Linked DNA regions of Mus musculus: all the other regions are linked to region 1. The links are chromatin contacts, called in public Hi-C and HiChIP or PLAC-seq maps. All regions are on one chromosome and are shown on one strand. The core of a region is the stretch at or near the end of the contact, and the rest is flanking DNA. Distances in the headings are between cores, read along the strand shown. Region 1 holds the start of Hlx (H2.0-like homeobox). Region 2 overlaps Gm34068 (predicted gene, 34068). Region 3 overlaps Gm34068 (predicted gene, 34068). Region 4 has its middle 72 kb from the start of Gm34130. Region 5 has its middle 32 kb from the start of Gm34130. Region 6 has its middle 6.5 kb from the start of Gm34130. Region 7 has its middle 43 kb from the start of Dusp10.

What was found. A called contact is a pair of places that touch in the nucleus more often than the background predicts. HiChIP or PLAC-seq counts read pairs in DNA pulled down with a chosen protein or histone mark.
Region 2: a contact with region 1 is called in a FOXA1 HiChIP or PLAC-seq map of pancreatic cancer cells. The contact joins the enhancer-like site here to the promoter of Hlx in region 1. A contact is called at or near these places in 3 of 39 promoter capture datasets (the 3T3-L1 cell line, the SN4741 cell line and hippocampal neurons), 1 of 484 Hi-C or Micro-C datasets (embryonic fibroblasts) and 5 of 115 datasets of contacts at active chromatin or transcription factors (the NIH/3T3 cell line, forebrain, large pre-B cells and 2 more).
Region 3: a FOXA1 HiChIP or PLAC-seq map of pancreatic cancer cells shows a contact between it and region 1. The contact joins the enhancer-like site here to the promoter of Hlx in region 1. A contact is called at or near these places in 5 of 39 promoter capture datasets (the 3T3-L1 cell line, hippocampal neurons, liver and 1 more) and 8 of 115 datasets of contacts at active chromatin or transcription factors (the NIH/3T3 cell line, astrocytes, bone marrow-derived macrophages and 5 more).
Region 4: a contact with region 1 is called in a FOXA1 HiChIP or PLAC-seq map of pancreatic cancer cells. The contact joins the enhancer-like site here to the promoter of Hlx in region 1. A contact is called at or near these places in 2 of 39 promoter capture datasets (hippocampal neurons and pre-B cells), 1 of 15 datasets of contacts at CTCF or cohesin (pro-B cells) and 5 of 115 datasets of contacts at active chromatin or transcription factors (the NIH/3T3 cell line, embryonic forebrain, forebrain and 2 more).
Region 5: a FOXA1 HiChIP or PLAC-seq map of pancreatic cancer cells shows a contact between it and region 1. The contact joins the enhancer-like site here to the promoter of Hlx in region 1. A contact is called at or near these places in 7 of 39 promoter capture datasets (the 3T3-L1 cell line, 3T3-L1-derived adipocytes, hippocampal neurons and 3 more), 4 of 115 datasets of contacts at active chromatin or transcription factors (the NIH/3T3 cell line, craniofacial prominence, embryonic forebrain and 1 more) and 2 of 9 other capture datasets (liver and pancreatic islet).
Region 6: a contact with region 1 is called in a FOXA1 HiChIP or PLAC-seq map of pancreatic cancer cells. The contact joins the enhancer-like site here to the promoter of Hlx in region 1. A contact is called at or near these places in 2 of 39 promoter capture datasets (the 3T3-L1 cell line and liver), 1 of 484 Hi-C or Micro-C datasets (embryonic fibroblasts) and 3 of 115 datasets of contacts at active chromatin or transcription factors (embryonic limb bud, pancreatic cancer cells and pro-B cells).
Region 7: a contact with region 1 is called in a Hi-C map of muscle stem cells, with 4 times the contacts expected there. The contact joins the enhancer-like site here to the promoter of Hlx in region 1. A contact is called at or near these places in 4 of 39 promoter capture datasets (the 3T3-L1 cell line, the C10 cell line and hippocampal neurons), 1 of 15 datasets of contacts at CTCF or cohesin (the NIH/3T3 cell line), 2 of 484 Hi-C or Micro-C datasets (muscle stem cells and ventricular fibroblasts), 6 of 115 datasets of contacts at active chromatin or transcription factors (the NIH/3T3 cell line, astrocytes, embryonic forebrain and 3 more) and 3 of 9 other capture datasets (adipose tissue, embryonic stem cells and liver).

The regions. Positions count from the first base shown.
Region 1 is chr1:184,731,128-184,733,853 of GRCm38.p6, forward strand. It overlaps Hlx (H2.0-like homeobox), which reads right to left and starts at 1,366. Exons shown (of 4, transcript NM_008250.2): 1 at 432-1,366. The coding sequence starts at 1,014.
Region 2 is chr1:183,760,456-183,763,181 of GRCm38.p6, forward strand. All of the region lies in intron 1 of Gm34068 (predicted gene, 34068), which reads left to right. Among named protein-coding and RNA genes, the nearest start is that of Gm34068, 13 kb to the left of the region's middle. Within about 2 kb of position 1,341, at least 5 of the 459 cell types and tissues checked have an H3K27ac peak or open chromatin away from gene starts, as enhancers often do. A contact at or near this core is called in pancreatic cancer cells, where this site is marked.
Region 3 is chr1:183,787,554-183,790,279 of GRCm38.p6, forward strand. All of the region lies in intron 2 of Gm34068 (predicted gene, 34068), which reads left to right. Among named protein-coding and RNA genes, the nearest start is that of Gm34068, 40 kb to the left of the region's middle. Within about 2 kb of position 1,363, at least 19 of the 459 cell types and tissues checked have an H3K27ac peak or open chromatin away from gene starts, as enhancers often do. A contact at or near this core is called in pancreatic cancer cells and stem cell-derived neural progenitor cells, where this site is marked.
Region 4 is chr1:183,863,884-183,866,609 of GRCm38.p6, forward strand. No RefSeq gene overlaps it. Among named protein-coding and RNA genes, the nearest start is that of Gm34130, 72 kb to the right of the region's middle. Within about 2 kb of position 1,353, at least 34 of the 459 cell types and tissues checked have an H3K27ac peak or open chromatin away from gene starts, as enhancers often do. A contact at or near this core is called in the NIH/3T3 cell line and pancreatic cancer cells, where this site is marked.
Region 5 is chr1:183,904,209-183,906,934 of GRCm38.p6, forward strand. No RefSeq gene overlaps it. Among named protein-coding and RNA genes, the nearest start is that of Gm34130, 32 kb to the right of the region's middle. Within about 2 kb of position 1,368, at least 109 of the 459 cell types and tissues checked have an H3K27ac peak or open chromatin away from gene starts, as enhancers often do. A contact at or near this core is called in 3T3-L1-derived adipocytes, the NIH/3T3 cell line and pancreatic cancer cells, where this site is marked.
Region 6 is chr1:183,929,395-183,932,120 of GRCm38.p6, forward strand. No RefSeq gene overlaps it. Among named protein-coding and RNA genes, the nearest start is that of Gm34130, 6.5 kb to the right of the region's middle. Within about 2 kb of position 1,352, at least 17 of the 459 cell types and tissues checked have an H3K27ac peak or open chromatin away from gene starts, as enhancers often do. A contact at or near this core is called in pancreatic cancer cells, where this site is marked.
Region 7 is chr1:184,075,702-184,078,427 of GRCm38.p6, forward strand. No RefSeq gene overlaps it. Among named protein-coding and RNA genes, the nearest start is that of Dusp10, 43 kb to the left of the region's middle. Within about 2 kb of position 1,315, at least 75 of the 459 cell types and tissues checked have an H3K27ac peak or open chromatin away from gene starts, as enhancers often do. A contact at or near this core is called in the NIH/3T3 cell line, adipose tissue, astrocytes and 3 more, where this site is marked.

The sequences.
Region 1 (2,726 bases), core at 116-2,615:
TTACACCCTTCAGCCCCCCCCCCCCCCCGCCTTCCTTCAGGAGCTTAGACTGGCCGGTTTGCTTCCCCGCAATTCTTAAGAAATACTGGAAATCAAATAAATGCAAAGTGTCCCCACGCTGAGATTTCCTTGTCAGAAAGATCTAGGTCGTTCTGCAGATATTTCATTCAAAAGATGGATAATACACACTTTTGCAAAACTTTGCAGCAACCAGAGTATGGTCATCCGTTTCTATGCTGTTTAAGCAACACGAAGATATGTTTTTAAACATGGGATAGCTGACTTTTACATGTCACTAAGTTTTCCTTCATTTCGTTTTCTTCGCCCTCATTCTACCGTTCTGTCCTTAAAAATAAACGCACCCCAAATCCTCCTGACATCAGGCCCCTCATGGGTGGTGGTGAGGCCTGAGGCCTTCCAGCGATACGTACCTCTCAGAGTGTTGCCTTCCTTAACTTTTGGGTCAAATTCCGCAGACAAAATTCGATCGATACCAAATTTGAGGTCTTTGCTGGAGGGGGCAGGGGCGGAGCCGCTATGGTGGGGGACCACCCGCGTCCCCGAAGTCGGTGGCTGCAGGGAGACCGCCCGGGGTGGAGGCGGGGGCTGCTGCTGCGGTTGCTGTTGCTGCGTTGGTGATTGCTGCGGGAGATGCTGGTGGAAGGCGGCAGAGAGCGGAGACAGCCGCTGAGGGAAGCCAGCCGGGACTTCTGAGGGCGCCACCACCGGGGTGGGACGGAGCGGGGATCTGGCGGCAGCTTGGAAGGAGGCGTGCGGGTGCACGGAGCCCAAGTGTGCGGTGAGGGCTGCCGAGGCCCCCACCAGTCCCTCTGCAGCGGGCCCCGGCTCCCCGACGCCGGCGTGCAGGATGTCCGCGATGCAGAAAGAGGGTTTCTTGACAGCGGCTGGGTCCAGGGCGAAGGAGCAGCCGCCCGGGCCCGCCGAGGAGCAGTAGGCGGCTGACCAGAGACTAAAGTTGGAAGCATAGAAGGGAGCCAGGCCGGCTGCGAACATCCTGGCAGGATCCCGGCGGGGTCCTGGGTGAGTGGGGAAGTGGGTGGGCGCTCGGGCAGAGGCGGTGTCCCAGCCGAGCCCGAGCTGCTTTCGGTTCTTCGCCCGCCCTGAAGCGGAGGGCCAACCGGGGAGCCCTAGCGCCACCGAGGGACGAGGCGAGGGCCCGATCGCCGCCCGCCACGGCCTGGGCCCCTGGCTTGGCTTGAAAGGCGGCGCGGCGGGCGCGCTCCCCGCCGGGTGGATGGAGGCGATCGCCAGGCGCTGGGGCGACAAGGCGAGCGCGGCCTCGCTCTGCTACTCCGCAGAAGCCGGGGAGACAGGGACCCGACACCGAAAGAAAAACCCAAACAGCTAAGCCCTAAGAGCTAAATTTAAAACAACAATAATGATCCGTTAGTTTAAAAAAAAAAAAAAAAAAAAAAAAGGAAAAAAATTAAAAAAAAAAAAAAAACTCCTCTCTAAAAACTCCCAAAGTTTTGGCAGGAGCTTTCGAGTCAGACCCCGGGTAGGACCTTGATCCGTGCGCTCATTGGACGTCTTCGTGACCAATGGGACTCCGGAGTGGAGGGGAATTGGGAAAGAGGGGGGCGTGGCCGAGCTCGGCCACGCCCTGGCCACGCCAAAGTGTTTTCTGCGGCAGCGTGGGCTAAGCTGAGTACTGAGCGTCTCTGGGAGCCGCTTGGGGGTCGAGACTCCTCGGGCCTCTGGCTCTCCTCTGTCCCCTGCAGCTCGGGGACCCGCCAGCGGCAGAGCCTCGGAGCCGGTCTCCGGAATTTTCCTGGAGCTGCGGAGGAGGGGGATCACTGAGGCTCCCGTACTCTGCTGTAGTACACCCCCAACCTCCACCCCAGCAGACCACGCTGGCGGTCCGCAGGCTGTCCCTTCCGTATTCCGCTCTCATGCGACTTTCCTTCTCTCTGCTTTTACCCAGGTGCTTTTATCACAAGTCCTAGGTAAAGGCCCCATCCTCTCAGCGCCCCTACAGCCCAGAATCCCGACCCAAGTCTACTGTAATCCGCTGGTTTCTCAGCTCACCAGAGCTGCTCCAAGAAGCCAGGAGGAGGGCAGACCACAAATTAGTTTTATTCGGAGCTGTCATTCCAGTGACAACTTGAAAGAGTGACTTTTCAAACAAAAATAAGATAGATGGCTCCAAACGTCTCCCTTAGAAACAGCCAAACTTTTACCCTGAGCCTCGGAACCAACAAGGAGTGCAGCCCCAGAAGAGCGGCACGCGTGTCCCCTCTCTGCACCTTGTAGGAAGTGCTACCCTCCGCGGCCACCACATCCCCTGGTCACGTGAGGTCCTATGTTTTGCAAGTGCCAGGGAGCGGTTGCCTTTGAGATTAAATACCTACTTTTAATTCGGCTGCAGTTTTTCCAGGATCCGCTTTGGCCTGTTGGAGGGAGGCACTGTCCGAGCCTCCACAGCCAGCGCCTTCCATTCTTGCTAGGGTCTTTAGAACTCAGCCTAGGTGCACTGGGAATTTTCTGTCGCATCAACATCTCTATTTTAAGAATTCGTTCTCTTTTAAATTATAGTCAGAGTGGATTTCCCCGCCCCTCTCCCAAACAGACCACAGGCCACCTAGATGAACGGTTGTTGCACATTTCAGGAAGAAAATAAAATAATGACAATAACGAAACCACCAAATCTTTTGTTTTCGATTGTCCAAGTAAGTGTCTCCGGAATGATATTCCAAGGCAGGCTT
Region 2 (2,726 bases), core at 91-2,590, 970 kb before region 1:
TAATGATACCCTTTCCTGAAGTAGTTAAATGGCTTCCGGTCTTGTCAGTTGTTGATATTCACTTCTCTGGGAATTTTAAGCCTTTGACAACAACCTATCATGTACTAACACAGAACATACTAAAATGTTTTTTCTAAATATCTTTCTCATGTTGAATTATACTCTGAGGTATGTGTATATGTGTGCACACAAGTGAAGATGTAAGATGTGTCTATGTGTAAGCTTGTTTCATATGTGGTATTTTGGACAATGTGTATGCTAAGTGTGTATAAATGAACAGGACGGATATGGTTGAGCTTGTCCAAGTTGAGATATGCATATCTGTGGTCAAAGTATTTTATGCCATGTTGGAAGAAGTCACCCAATAAAATATTAGACAGATACAATGTCATCTCTATTTAAATTAAGACACCTTATGCATGGGATGTGGTGGTAAGTTGACTCTCTAGGCGACTGAAGAGGTTAGCCCTGATATATAGCAATTGCCAATAGCCATGGTGTAAATGCTTTCACCGCAGATAACTTCAAATTGTCAGTATGATATCACTAAGTATGGAGATCAGGGTTGGCTCATATGTGTCAGTAGGAACCTGACTAAACATGTAATTAACCACTATGAAGTCAAGTGTATAATGACATCAATAATTCTCACTTTTTGGAGGCTTTGAGAATATTTTCACACACACACACACACACACACACACACACACACACACGTGTGTGTTCCTTTCTCATGTATGACCACCAGGGAAACGCTGGTGTAATATGAATGAAGAGACTGTGTCTTTTAAGGAATAAAACATGAGACATATATAAGCACTGTTAAACCAGAATAAACTAGGACAGACTTCAACCATGGGTTAATATTGGACAAAGAACACACAAAGGAGGCTGCTTAAAAGGGTGGTTAGCTGGCCTAGCAAGGAAAACAGCCAGAAGAGATAGCCAAGGATATTAAAGACATAATTTTTCCTATGTCATAAATCTGCTATGGGTATGGGCTGCTCATAGATCATAGAACTTGCCATGCAGGGTTCATGTTCCATTACCCACTCTAATGGAGGAAAGCCGAACAGTGAAACTCATAACAATGTTCGGCTCTGAAAGGAACATGCAATTGGATCTGAAGAGAAGGTTGGTCTTCTTGTCCCATGGGTGGCTTACCTGCTTTCTCGGGAGTGTTGAGAACACACCCATGACAAAGCATCTTGTTAGGAATCAAGAGAAACCATGGGCCAAGTTCAATCCCCTTTGTGTGCTTGAGTGTAGGGTTACTGCGGGGTAGTTAGCTCCCCATGAGAACGTTGGCAGTCTCACTCAAGAATCAGTTCTAAGTTTGAGGTGGTGACTCAGTGGGTGATGTATTTGCTGTACAAACATGGGGGTGTGAATTCATATTCCCAGCATCCATGGAGAAGCTGAAGCTTGGCATGGTGGCACATGTCTGCAAATGAACTGGGGAGGGGACAGGCAGATCCTGTGGCTCAGGTTCAATGAGAGGCCATGTCTCAAGAAAATAAGATGGAAAAAATTAGAAGAAACCATGTAAGCTGACTTCTGTCCTCCATATGTGAAATTATGAACACACACACACACAAACACTCACAGACACACATATGCACAGGCACACACAGGCATGCACACATGTACACAACACAAATTCCTTTTTTTTTTTGAGACAGGGTTTCTCTGTGTAGCCCTGGCTGTCCTGGAACTCACTCTGTAGACCAGGCTGGCCTTGAACTCAGAAATCCGCCTGCCTCTGCCTCCCAAGTGCTGGGATTAAAGGCATGCACCACCACTGCCAGGCCACACATGAGTTCTAATGAAAGGTTTGAAATAAATCTTGTCTTAGAAATAAAAACGTCTTTTTCTAAGAAAAACATATTTAATTCATTTGTAGGGTTTAGAGGTTCTCTCCCCTACCCCCAACCCTGTGTGTGTGTGTGCACGCGCACACACGCACACGCGCACAGGTGTACAGCTTCAGTTGCTGCTGACTATAAGAGAAATCAATATCTGGCCACTGGCAGTTGTGGACTGTTACAGCTTGGTGACAGCTGATATATTGGTACTTGGCAATGAGAAGAAAGGCTGGTATGCATGCTATCAATTTTTAGAGCTTATTTTATCTATGCCAATACCAGTGACCCAACATTCCATTTATCATTCTTGCTCGTGGAAGAAACAGTTGATAAAGGACAATAACTTTTAGCCTATATAATTCATATACTTTTCCATGTACCAGTTGTGGGATAGAGAAATAGAAATATAAAGTTCTCTTGGAGGTTGGGTGTATGGGACATACTTGGCGATGCATTTCTGTTGGAAGAGGACTTGCCTACCATACACAAAGCCACAGGTCCAGTCCCTAAGCAGTGCATAAACTGGGTGTGGGCCCACACTTGTAATCCTAGCACTTGGGGGACAGAGGCAGAAAGACCAGAAGATCAGGGTTATTCTTCAGCTACACAGTGAGCTTGAGAGACATTGCCCAGCTTGACATACAGGAGATTGTTTCCAAAGGAAAGAAATCCTTTAGTTCCGAGGCCTGAGCTCCCAAAAGCCTAAGCAGTGAGTGGCTTCAGCTTTTCCTTCCGTGTGTGGCATCTACTTGTTCATGTTTGCCTGCCTTCAACACCACTTCTGGGCTGTATTACCTCACCAAGAGATGAATGCACCGCTATCTTTCTTGGTAATGAGAATAATCTTGATATCTAGTACCC
Region 3 (2,726 bases), core at 113-2,612, 940 kb before region 1:
GCATAGAGTAAACACAATCTTTTGAGTATTCTCCACAATACTAACTCAATTCCACTGCTTGATGGGGGATGTGATTTGGAGGAGTAGCAGGTGATTGTAAGGGCTATATAAGATTGCAGCTAGGTGTCATTTCTTTTTCTTTTGGAATAGCTAGGATCAATTTAGATTCACTCAAATGAAGGAAAGCTAAGGGGACAATTGAACAGCACAACACTGCTTACAAGTCTGGACTCTACTTCATGGGGTTGGATCATCCCAGCAATTGTGCACTAGAGGAAATGTGGAGTGGCAGAGCACCCTCTCCCCAGATACTTCTCTAAAGGGGTTGGCATGCTGATGGGTCATGTCCCTGGTGCAAGAGTCAGTGCATGCTAAGATAGTTAACAAGTAGTGGCGCTCCCTTAATTTCCCTTGGAGCAGGCAGGAAGGTCAAGGATCAAGGTGAGAAACCCTAGTAATCTCATTTGTTTGTTTGTTTGTTTGTTTGTTTGTCTCTCTTGCTATTCCTACCATTGGACCAGTCTTGCTTTGTCCTTGATCCACAACTGTTCTTGAGGAAGTTACTTTGAATTACATCCAGATCTGACAACAGCAGACCAAAGAAACCTTGTTCCATCCAGGTTCATATTAGTGAACAATGAGTTTATTAGAATTACCTACCAGGGTGACTCTGATCTCAGTACTGGTGATGACTCGTGGAAGCTATACCACTGGTATCTTCCATGCAACTTACAGGCAGGGCTACCCCCAAAGCTTCTGATTGTCTTAGCAATTACTTACTGATTTTTGGTAAGGGGCTTTAAGGGTCTTGTGAATTTTGAGTTTCCCAGATCTTGTAAACTTGTGAGTTCCCAGATCCTCTGACCCTTTTCCTCTCTCTAGGAGGGGATGTTTCAACCTATAGAAAATAGGTACATGATATTACTACATGGCATTGACAGAGTCAGCACATCTGGAATAAAGCTTTCAGCTTAAAACAGGAAAGAAGGATGGTGAGGGTCTGTTCTCATCAGGACTTCTGCCTTGACACATGGCCAATCCACCTTACCAGAGTGCTCCTGAATGACTCCAAGGCATAGGCTATGCTTACAGAGTGTTTCTTTGTCAGAAGGCATAGCTTCCTCAGGAAGGCTAAAAAGCTGATGTTTATTCTCCTCCTTACAGCCTTCTGGTCACACCCTCCTTGCTGGTAGTGTTATGTCCTCTACTTAACAGAAGTGGAGATCATCACTTAGAAAGGTAAAGTATCTCACCCCAGATTTTGTTCTGAGGGTTTTCAAGCCAGGGTTAGATTAGGGTCTGCCAACAGTTGTGTACTGAAAATGACTTGCACTTGGGAGTCAACAAATGTCATTGTCTCTTTCCAACCCAGTGCAGAGTGTTGAAATTGTGAAATGAGTCATGATGGGAGTATTCACACCATGGTAATGAACATGAGTCGCAAACCAGAGCTTCTGTACCCACACTGGAGAATTAAACATTAACATAATAACAAAACAGACAAAAACCCAGTTATGTGACTTTAATGTCCACATTCTTTTCATTGTCCCATGTTTCTTTGAAAGGGCTTGAAAGAGTTTGGTTTATACAAATTGGATCATTTGGATTGCATGTATTATTTATAAGACTAGACACTTGTCTTACTGTGGGCTGCATTCTAACACTAACCAGTCAAAAGAGGAAACGCATAGTACAGAACACTCTTTTGTAATCAGGCTCTACTTGACATTCTCTCTCTCTCTCTCTCTCTCTCTCTCTCTGTATATATATATATATATATATATATATATATATATATATATATATATATCCTACAGAAGTAAAGAGGGAGCATGTCTGGATGATTGAATATTCCCAATTCACACTGCGTTAATGTAGGGCTTTGGGCATCAATTTTACATGCATAGAGCAAAAGAACCCATCCATGCACAGTCATGGAGTCTAGAGAGATACCATGAGGTCAATTTTTGAATCAAGTCACTACTTACAAGTCTCAGTGCAAGTTCTTTAACTTTTCTATGCTTCAGTTTCTACATCTGTCATACAATTGTATTATCCTTGAAGTAAAGAATAGGAAGAGATGGTAAATATATTAAAGACATGTAACTTTGCAGTTTTATTAACAACACAGTAAATACTCAGCGAACAGTGGCTTTTAAATGTGGATTTGTAACAACCTAAACCCACCTGTGCCTGAAAACTACATGCTAATATATCCTGGTATTTAATAACATATTTATTTATCTCACTGAACCATATCTGAATTCTAGGACAATGTGACATTTGTGCTGGGTATAGTAAGAAGGGAAAAGAAGGAAATTCTGAAGCTCAGTTCAAATTGCAATAGTCGGCCAGGCTTATGCATAGTCCTTGAGTTTTCACCTTCATTTCTCCCCTCTCTAAAGTAGAACTAAGTAATATCATTTAGCTTATATATTGCCAGACTTAACTGTGACTTCTAGGAACATGCTTGAAATGTATCTTTATAGATAACTCAGTTTTTATCATGGCTAAAAACATCAGCAGATATTTTATTACTGCTGGGATGGAGTTTTAGAAGTCTGAAGTTTTGATCTACACACTCTAGAGATAAACATATTTTTTTTTAAGTCAACTGGGCTGGGAGGAGAGTGTTAAATATTGAAGTTGGGAAGAATCTAAGGAAGCCTTCCTGACCTGAGGAAGAGATGGTTGGAGGCTAGCAGACTCACTCCAAAAGAAACAAA
Region 4 (2,726 bases), core at 103-2,602, 870 kb before region 1:
ACTTAAGCTGTGCCACGTTGGCAGTTAAAGATAACTGGGAGACTACCTATCATCTTTCATCTGTCTATCATCTTTCATCTCTCTATTTTCACCATCATGATATAGTTACTCATCTATTTATAATCAAGCTATATCAAGCTATTTGGGGACTTAGAAAAGAGAATAAAAATAAGCAAACCAAAAAGGAATTACTGGTAACTCTCCCTGAGTATAATATTATAGCTGCTTTATACTTTCTTTGATGCCTTTACTGTAGTTCCCAAGGGCTAAGTGAGCATGCAATTTTGATCACAAAAGAGAAATCAAAATATATCATAAACTAAAGCAACATCTATGATCTTGTATAAGAATTTGATACATTTTATTAGGTTTTGTATGGTGTTTTTAGTCCCTTCAAATTTATGCTTAAGAGCATATGAGACATCTACATTCCTACAACTGCTGTTATGTTACACTTAAGCTTGAGAGGCCTGTTAAAATCTAAATCACTAGAGATGGGGTTAGGTAGTAGAGCAGGGTATATAATCCTAGCATGATTGTCATAGGCATGATCTGTTTATTTTTCACATATCATGAAGTGATCTTTAAAGCTCTTGAGTCAATTATAAGATTAGCTTTCTAGGTAAAGGGCAATAATTTATACCTTAGAGAAAACATTCTTGGCATTGAGGAAGGTCATATTTTATGATGTTTGGAACTTTATGTAGAAAAAGAAACATGATAGCTCTGTGTTTTAATTAAGATTTATTTTTCATTTAATTTGTGGAGTTGTCCATTGTTGTTGTAGAAGTTCTGGGCTTCTGAATCGGGAGTGCACGGACATGGGAGCTCTTCTTCCTATGGGGTTGTATACCATGTAGTAAAGATCTAAGGGAGCTTACTTAGTGCAGTGACATGCACAGGATACATCAAAGTGACATTAGATCTTAAAGAGGCCCTGCTAGATGAACCATTCTGGAACAAAAATATGTGGTCCTACTTGGTGTTGTGACTCTTAGGCTGGTAAAATTCCCAATAAGTGGTTTCCTGTCTGTTACCTCCACCTCCACCCCATCCCTAAGTGTGTGCTACATCTCATCAACTGAAACATTAGTCACATAAACTAGCCAGATCTAATGGCAAAACCCAGCATTAATTGGCAGAAGACATTTGGCCAATGTGGGAATCTCACCTTCAATATCGATCACTCCTCAGGGCAGAACAGGTAACCTCTCTACACCAACCCTACTAACTAGCTAATGGGTCCTACATGAATGCAGCCCAAACCACATATTAGATTGCTAGTCAGACTGGAATGTTCCTCAGTTGTAATCAGGAGCAGCGTTTGCAATTTGGGCTTATCCACATGATCCGTCTCTTATTATTACAGATCACAAAGAACCAACTGTATTCATAAGCATATGAACATTACTCACACAGGCTAGATTGTATGAGCAAGAAAAAACAAAGAAAAGAGTAAAATAAATGGAGCAAGGAGAGAGACACAAATGTGAGATTGTTGAACTGGACGGGATCTTGGAGAGAAACCCAGGCTTCTGAACTCAACATTTTATAGCTTGTCTTTATAACGAAGAAAGGAAGCAAAGAGTACTCAGCTCATTAGGGGTGGAGAAGGGGCCAGGGCATTTAACTCTTTATTTCTTCTAGCTCTTAGAAGTCTGCACACTATCTGAGTTGCCATTCTAACTCATGAGAGGGAAAGCAGCTACTGGGTGGGAGCTAAAAGAGAGAAGTGTGATCTTTGGTGGGGATGGAGATGAAGACCATGCCTGCTTTTTAATTTAAAGAGAGAACATGCTCTTCTGTTTTGCCTACTGTTAGCATTGGTGTGGCTCAGAATGACTGGGCATTCCAGTCTCACTTTCTCATATCCTCTTGGCCTCTAGATTGCCCGAGGCTGTGCGACTGCCCTGTGCTTATCTATGGCTTTAGTGAAGTCATGCTCTGCCACTACCTTCTGGTCATCCTTCCAACTCTCCCGGGACTCTGCTGAGGGCCTCCTGGGCTAAGACCTCATCTTCTCTGAAGACTGCTGTAACTAAGATGGTCTTGAATATTGTAAGTCAGAAGTCAGACCACATGGTCCAAGAAGAACAGTATCTAGTTCCTTATTCCCTCCCTTTTAGGAAAGCATGGTTAGTGTTTGAGATTCTCTCTCTCTCTCTCTCTCTCTCTCTCTCTCTCTCTCTCTCTCTCTCTTATATTAGAGGCCTGCTTGTGGTGGAACTCTTCTGTTTATAGAATATCTGTCTTGGAGGGTTTAGAAGTCTTCACATCAAAATTACGTAAGTCCTTCCCCAAACACGTCAGTGAACACTGAGTTTTGATGGCCAGGTTGATTTCTAAAATATCCTTGTAGGAATTTGAAAACCATCAGAGGCTTAATATTGTTTACATCGATATCTGTAGTGTGTCCCCAAGGTTTGTAGACACAACTTGTCAGTTCCTTATCTCCTCTAGGGTTCTAAATGCCTGTTCCTGGGTGTGCTTCAGCTACTGAGAGGCCACAGGAAGAAGAGAGCACAGCTCAGACCTTCATCTCTTTTCTAGGACCACTTCTACCCTGCCCCTCTGCCCATCGTCTGTTCATTATGTCTGGAAATGAGGGAGCTAGTCAACACAATCCCACTGTTTTCCAACCCACCCTTCACAGTGTTGTCAAAGCATCAGCTTTCAATGCATGGAATCAGCTGAATTGTCACCACATCCATGGATCCTTGCTGTGT
Region 5 (2,726 bases), core at 118-2,617, 830 kb before region 1:
CAAAAGAAACCCTTCCTTTTTTTTTTGTTTTGTTTTGCTTTGTTTTGTTTTTAGAGACATGTTTTCTCTGTGTAGCCCTGGCTGTCCTGTAACTCACTCTGCAGACCAGGCTGGCCTTGAACTCAGAAATCTGCCTGCCTCTGCCTCCCGGGTGCTGGGATTCAAGGTGTGCGCCACCACTGCCTGGCAAGAAACCCTTCCTTAGGTCACTGTGTCCCTGGTATTTCAGTGCAGTAACAGAAACATAACTAACACCGAGAATGATACAGAAACTCTGGAAAGCCAAAGAAGGTCATGCTGGAACCTGGGTTATCGGAGGAACATTGGCAGAATAGTGAGTTCAAGGACATGTTGTGGGAAGACCTTTGAGAGAAGATCTGCACAGGAGCGTGGAGAGCCCAGAACACACGAGGTGTTGAATAAAACCAAGGCTTTCGTTCAAAGCTCTTTCTAAAGAGATTCAAAGCTCGGTTAGAGTAAAGTGTGGAAAATCTCTCTCCCTTGGGAACTGAAGATCGGAGGCCACCATGCAGTAAGTATTGAGCAAGCACCTGCCATGTGGTTAGTGCAGTGTGGGATGCCGTGGTGCTCCAGCTGTCGGTAGAAGCAGGTGCTTTTGAAGGAAGCATATGATTCTATTAGAGAAATGGGACTGTCACTTACAATTGACAGAAATATGAATGAGCAGCACATGTAGCCTTAGAGATTGTGCACATTAAACTGTGCAAAGAGAATGGACTCACTCTTGGGCAAGAAACCAGACAGCACCTATCCAAAGACTGTGTTAAAGCATTTCCCCAACTCTACTGCCCCACTTTTCAGGACAGCACATCCCAACCTGTTTGTAGTGTAGGCATTAATTTACTTAGCCAAACAAATTTCCACCTTAGTTGAATTACTTCTTTGAGACAAGCAGTGAGGGGGAAGAGCCTTACCCAGTAACATATCAGGGATCCAGAATGGACAAGCCCTCGCCTAGCAAAGACAGAACACTGGAATCAGTGAGATGGAATGGGTGGACATCTGAGATGCTATTGTCCTTAGGCAGCTGAGTAGCCGTCCTTGAACTTCTGTAAGCACAGCCTTACCTGCCACACATACCTCTGGACTAAACTCATGGTACATTCTCTGCTTCTGATACACTGACCTGAGTCTTATGCTATGTGCTTCGCAAGTGAGGGGCACAGAGATGGGTCTAGTGTGGACACCTCTCACCCCACGCTCAGCCCCAGATTCCCTTTTCAGGCAGAGGGAAGCTTGGGCTGAGTCATCTCAGTGATGAATGTTGTAGTCACTCTAGGGAGGTGTCCCCAGCTGCCCTGCTGGAGGGCAACCAAGTGAGTAACCCTGCTGATATCACATGGTACTGGAATGGCGCTGGCTTGTGGCTGTGCCAAGCTCATGGCCATGAACGAGGCTGTTCAGTGAACTCTCACACCCCAGAGGGGGTTAGGGTTCTGCCTTGGGGGATCTTATAGATCCAGCAGCTTGCAGAAGAGTTGCTTATGACCCAGTAGAAACTGACGGTGACACAGTAAGACAGTTCCCAGAGAAATTTAGGGGAAAGAAAAAATGCTGCCTGGGAATTTCTACTCCTCTCCCTAGACAATTGCCCTTTTCCCCACATTTCCTTGACCTCCTTAACACAGCTGTGGCTGACGTAGAAGTGCCAGCAGCGTTCCTACCCAGAGCAGAGTGGGGAAATAACAGGCTTAGATTGATGAAAAGTCTCTGCATCACGTGACCAGAACTCTCCCTCCATGTTGGTCCCAGGTACTGGATTCTGAATGCTCTGTATAGGAGATGCAGCCCCCGTGCTGTAAGCAGGCTCACTCCGAGGGAACTTTATTTCCATCTCTTGTATTAGTGATAGTGACATTTGGTTATTTGCTCTGGTCTTCAGACTGTTCTATCAACTCGATCTTCCATGTCATGAAACTCTCGCTCACGTTTCCGAATCTTCTATATGCTCACGTGCTTTTCCTTCTTCTTTTCTCCTTTCTCCACCTCTCCATTCTTTCTCCCTTTCCCAAGTTAGAAATTTTATTGACATTATTTTAATAGAGGCTTGAGCATGAGGAGTAACGGAGGTGCTAAGAGGAAAGTCAGGCATGTTTTCTTTCATTAGCCACCACATGGAATAGTCTGTGTGTACTCCTCTCTCTGTGTGTGTCCTCCTTCACACCATTATTTCCCATAGCCTTTGTATGGTTAAGGGATCAGGTTAGAACCAGAATTTTTATGCTAAGAGACAGGCATCAGTAGGAGGTCATAGGAGATCACTTGTCCCAGTGTTCTGTCAGGTAGCAGCCTAGAGGTTGCCATTTCCATCATAAGGTCATTCTCATCTCTAGTGTTACCTGTAAAGGCCAAGACTGTCCTGGCTCAGAGGTTGGGGAGTGGGAAGCAGGAAGCCCTGGGTGTTAGAGGGACGATACATTAGGATGTGTTTTGGTAAACATGGCTTTGACTTTGTAAAGTCAAAAATAAGGAAAGTCCCTTTCCTTGTTTCCTTTTTTGTTTTGTTTTTTGGGGGGACATGGTTTCTCTGTATATCCCTGGCTGTCCTGGAACTCACTCTGTAGACCAGGCTGGCCTCGAACTCAGAAATCTGCCTGCCTCTGCCTCCCACGTGCTGGGATTAAAGGTGTGCACCACCACGCCCAGCCTCCTCGTTTCCTTTTTCAACCATTTCAACCATTTTAACCATAAATCCTCCTGTATGT
Region 6 (2,726 bases), core at 102-2,601, 800 kb before region 1:
TTCAAAATAAGACTACCAAGTTGACACCAGGATAGGACAATTGTCATTGTTTTCTTCTCTCCCACTGTTTTTTTTTTTAAATATATTTTTAATGTGGATATCTAGGCTCTGCCCTAATACTTTTGACAAACTCTTACAGTGGTTCTCCTGTGAAAATTTGCAACCACTGATTTAAATTCTTAGTTTCAATGGGTCTCTGAAAGCCTACACAGACATGGCTGAGTTTTCATGGAGAAACCTGGGGTTTAAGTGTCCAATGCTTTTGTTTTCTTGGTTGTATTGATACTCTTGCTTGGCCTCCTTGTCATGACTCTTTGTAAGAACTCTCAAAAGCTGAGCGTGCCTAGGTGGGCTAACCAGATGGCCATGCTGTCTGTTTTCATTTGTGCAAGCAAATTCCCAAGTGCCCTCCCAAAATATGGTATATCTAAAGATGTGTTCATTGGAACAGTGCAACAGAGAAATCTGAGAATCAGGAAATACCAAATATTGAGAATTCATTAAACATCTTGAGGTGTAGCTCTCAAAGTAATGCTTTGTAGTTTTCAAATGATATTTGTACAGAAAATTGCATAGATAAGCTGTTTGTATAGTAAATACTTATAGAAGAATTTTAGTTGAATAAACACTATGTGACATTTTTGCATATAGTATTACAACAACTTAAAATATGCATGCACACGGTGGAACTAACATCATTAAAATGTTAGCTGTGCTTTTTCTTTGGGTATAGGAATTTTTAAATCTCTTAACGTAATTTTTTATATTTTTACAAGATTATTATAAGGTCTGGACCCCCACAATGTTTGTATTCAAATGTCAAGGGATAGTCAGTAAATTTTACATGGATACCATGGGAATAAAATGAGGTAAGAAATAGAAGACACCTACCCCAAAACAATAAGCAGGTAAGCATTGTTGTTTTGGTTATGACCATTCAATTTCTGGGAAGCAGTAATAAACTTTTAATTTATAAATTATTCAAGGGCAGATCATATCGTCTGCATAAACAGTTGATAACTACATGCCAAGTTAGCACACTGCCCAGCCAGTTCTTCTTCAAACAATGATGTCAGCCCATGGAGAACCTTGATGAATTCTAGACTGTACTTCAGAGGGGAAGTATGTCAACCTCCTTATGCTCGATGGTTTCTTATCAATTGTTAAACATTAAACACTGGTGAACACATGAAGAGTCAGCCTGTGAGTGCGTGTCATTGCCTGGCCCTCCTCCCTAACTGGTCCAGGCCTGCCTGTAGTGATCATCTCTCAACACCTGGAACAGGAGTAGCATCTGGTACTGGATGAGCTCTGGCTGTCCTGCCTTCTCACTCCTCCTTGGCACTGGTGTGGGCCTGTGATGAGTATGGCCACTTTGGGAGATGACATTTGCCCCAGCCAGATGTCAGCTCTAATCTCGCTTCCTCTTCTTTCATGTCTCCCAAGGGGCATAATCCCAGTTGCTAAATATAGTGTGTGTCATCTTAAAATATATACCCTCTTTGGCCAGAGTTTTATTTTTCTCTCAAATGACATTACCAAACTTTCTATTAATAAAAATAAAGCTAGATGGCCAAACATGGCTGTCTACCCATTTATTGGAGGACGCCAGGGCTCAAGGTGTACAGATATGAGCTACACCTTGGCTTCTTTCTGGGAAAAGCTATGACATTCTGATAAAACCATATAAGGCCACATTGGTTTACATCTTCTTCTTGTCACCTTGCATAGAGTCATGGCACCTATGAAGAAGGATCTCCAGGAGATGGGCTGGGCCAGGTGGGTGTAATAGGGACCTTGTAATGCTGGCCAAGCTCCAGCTACACAGCATAACTGTCACTCCATATCTTCTTATTCTTACTGGCCAATGTACTACCAACTTTTCTTAATGCCAGAGAGATGCCACCACTGGGCAGTTTGATGGGTCGTGTAGTCTTGGGTCCTGTCCTCAGTCTGGCCATTCCCCAGAGAACACTCAGGGAAGAACTTGAGCCTCATCCCCACTGATCTCTGCCCATACCATCCAAGAACCTCTAAATAAACCCCCGATTACTCCACTCCTAAGAATAACCAGGTCGCATTGAAAGCTTACTCTGGGCCAGACACTTCAAACACATATGACTAATCATTACAAGGCCCTCCAAAGGCTGACAGCCATTGTTCTTTTTAACAGAGGCAGAGGTCATGCCTCAGATAGGTTGAAGAATAAGCTAATTCATCAGTCTCAGTCTAAAAAGAACTGGGATTCAAACACAGATTTGCTGGTCTCTAATTCTCCTAAATCACTTCACCTTCCTCACAATGAACTTTTTGCAAATATTTTCAAGGATATTCAATAATATGCTCTCTCCTCCAGGGAGAAAAGCTAGATGAAGGATGTGTCCTGCTTATCTAACCTGGGCTCATTCTGTGACCTTCCTGACCAGGACACGGATTTGCAGTCATCCCCCTGAAATGGAGAAAGAGTGTACTGTCACCTGAGCTGTCCTGCGAGAGATTATCCTCTGTGGGACTTAGGAGATCAAGCAAGTTTCTTAAGAGGGGAATTGAGACTGTGTAATCTCATTCTATACTAAAGTTTTCAAAGGCTGAGGAAACTTGATTCTAATATTAGTGTCTCACAGAGCTGCTGGCCAGAAGGGTGACAAATGGTCCCCATGGGATTACACCTGCATATCAGTCTCGAGTTAAAATATATATATATATATCCTCTCTGGAGAGGTTGA
Region 7 (2,726 bases), core at 65-2,564, 660 kb before region 1:
GATGGGGATGAGAGTGTAAAGCGGGAGGGACCGCTCACGGAGGGAGGCTAAGGATCCCAGCACTGATGCGGTCCTCTGCTTCCTCCCCATCCTCTTTCTATGAGACAGCAGACTCATGATTGAGCAGCTTCCGCCAGACCTGATAACCAAATCACAGCCAAGCCGAGGATTTAGAATATACAGTTGTCTCCCTGGTAACTACATGTAAATATCAGTGACAATCTGCCTTGTATGGTTTTCACAGTCCCGTCTCAATTGACACTAGCTCACATGACACTTTTTAGGGACATTCACCCTATAGTAACAATAGTACAAGCTGCAAAAGATGTACTCTTCCAGTGTTTTTCCCAGTCAGTAGAAATCAGCTCTGTGTGCACACGGACTTTGACAGTGCTGGCTATTCAGCCCACAGACAGTTGGAAGTGGTGTGGGAAGGATATATAATCCTACGGTTTTGTACGTTTTATTAGAGAATATGTATCTAGAGGGACTTAGCCACTGGGAAGATTTGTAGTGCCCCAAAGTTTGCCTGGTGCGAGTAAGCGCTGAAGAATTCTGGCATGTCTGGCTCCCAGTGACTACATTTGACATAAATATTTTTGTGAACATTTGCTTACAAATGTTACACCAGAAATATTTTGACATTGATTTCTTTATTCAAATAGCTTGCCTGCCAAGAGTCATTTAAATTTTTCTTTCATTAGAAAAGTGGAAATTGAACATAATAGGAACTGAGAGCTAGCTGGAATTACGTTAGTCTGATATAGAATATGAAGTAGTCAAAAAGTAAATCTCTTTTTTTGGCATTTCCGTACTGTCAACAGTCTTTTTGTTTTGTTTTGTTTCTGTCAACTAGAGCAAACTGAAAGAGTCTGATACACAGTGACTTGGGATGCCTGGCAGGCTTGTCATTTTCTAAGTCTAAAAGTTGGAGTCCTGGTGGGGTATAAAATTCTCTCTCTCTCTCTCCCCTCCCTCCTCTTCTTTCTCTTTGCTTTTTTATCATGTCTTCTGCAAACGAAGGGAAGGACTCAATAGCTACATGGACATGATTTGTGTGTTTGGAAGTTTATGAGCTTAGAGGAGAAGGTCTGCCTTGGGGCAACAGGAATCCTGCCAACCAGCATACCAAGAATTCTGAGAGGGACTCCAGTCTTTTCTCCTAATCTGCTCTGAGTCACTTCACCTTCGTTTCTTCTTGAGGAATGTTAATCACTTCATGAACCCACTGGATCAGCAGAGCCAAGGCTCTGGAAAGCAGAGTCCCCAGCATTCTGAGCCTCTCACTAGCTGCCTGCAACCTTCAGGATGGGGTTGGGAAGTGACTGTGTCTTCTGAGAATGCACAGTCTATCCACCTCAAGAGTCATCCCCAGGGCCTGTGCTGAAGGAATGCAGTGAGCTGGTGGAATGAATCCAGAGTCTATCTAATGCCCAGTAGAGTAGGCGTCACTGCCTTGGTCTGAACAGAACAACAACTCCAGATTGTCCACATTTATTTCAATAGCTGATAGTTGCTTTTCCAGTGTCAATGAGTCTAGACAGCTTAGTTCACAGATGAGCTCCTGCTGGTGACATTTGGACCAAGGTAGATGGAGTGGAGAGCGAGGACGGAAGCTGACAAGAACGTGTATGCAAAATAATAGAGGAAACATTCTTAGGCTGCAGCCATCACTGATTTCTACTGACTGGGAAAAACACTGGAAGAGTACATCTTTTGCAGCTTGGACTATTGTTACTATAGTGTGAATGTCCCTAAAAAGTGTCATGTGAGCTAGTGTCAATTGAGACGGGACTGTGTGGGCAACAAATGAGAGATGACCCAGAAAAGCTAAAGAGAATAAACAGGGGGAAATGGGAAAGTAGAGTAACGAGAGAATGAGTACTCGTGTTGAATTGGGATCCAAATCATCTGAAAACTGAGACATAGAGAAGCAGTGTTGATCTCTTTGGGTCTTCTGAGGGGTAAGCATGGTGAGCCAAACAAAGATCAGACTGTCTTAACTTTCACCTTATTTGAAACCTGTCTCTTGGACATGAACTATAGAGATACATGTGGAATTATTTCTAACCTCAAATCTCAGCTGTTCTGGGGCAGGGCACAGTAGAAGATATCGAAGCTCTGGTACTCCAAAGAATGAGGAATAGCATATTCTAGAACTATAGTGGTGCCAGTTTTACCCACCTGCCCTTTGGAGGCAGCAGGGACTGACAGCCATATTGTCAGTTGTTCCTGATTTCTGTCTCTGGTTACCTTCATCAATGGTGTGAAATAACCAGGCTTTGGAAACATTGGAAGACTCACTGGCAGAGTATTGCTTCTGTGTGACATGGCCTGAAAACTCTGTGTCAATAAGGCCATGGGAGAGAAAAGCTGCACATGAAATAGAGGGGTGTAAAGATGAAATTACAAAGGTGCTGATCATGTGACTGGACGGTTGAGGAGGAGAACAGGGGAGAGCGTAAGAGCTGAGCTCATGGCTCCTGCTAAGTCAAGGTAAGTCACAGGGTCAAGGCAAAAGCATGCTCACTATAATTCTCCCCATTGCCCTTCTAAAATGGGATGGCTGCTATTTGTCTTTGTTTGTTTGTTTCCCCCACAACTTGATGCAAATTTCCTCTCAGACTTAGTAACCCAATGTGAAACAGGCAAGGGAAATGTGGGAAAGGCAGTTCATGTCTAGGATGATTTTGTCATCGACGTCATCGCGTTTGGAACCTCCCTTT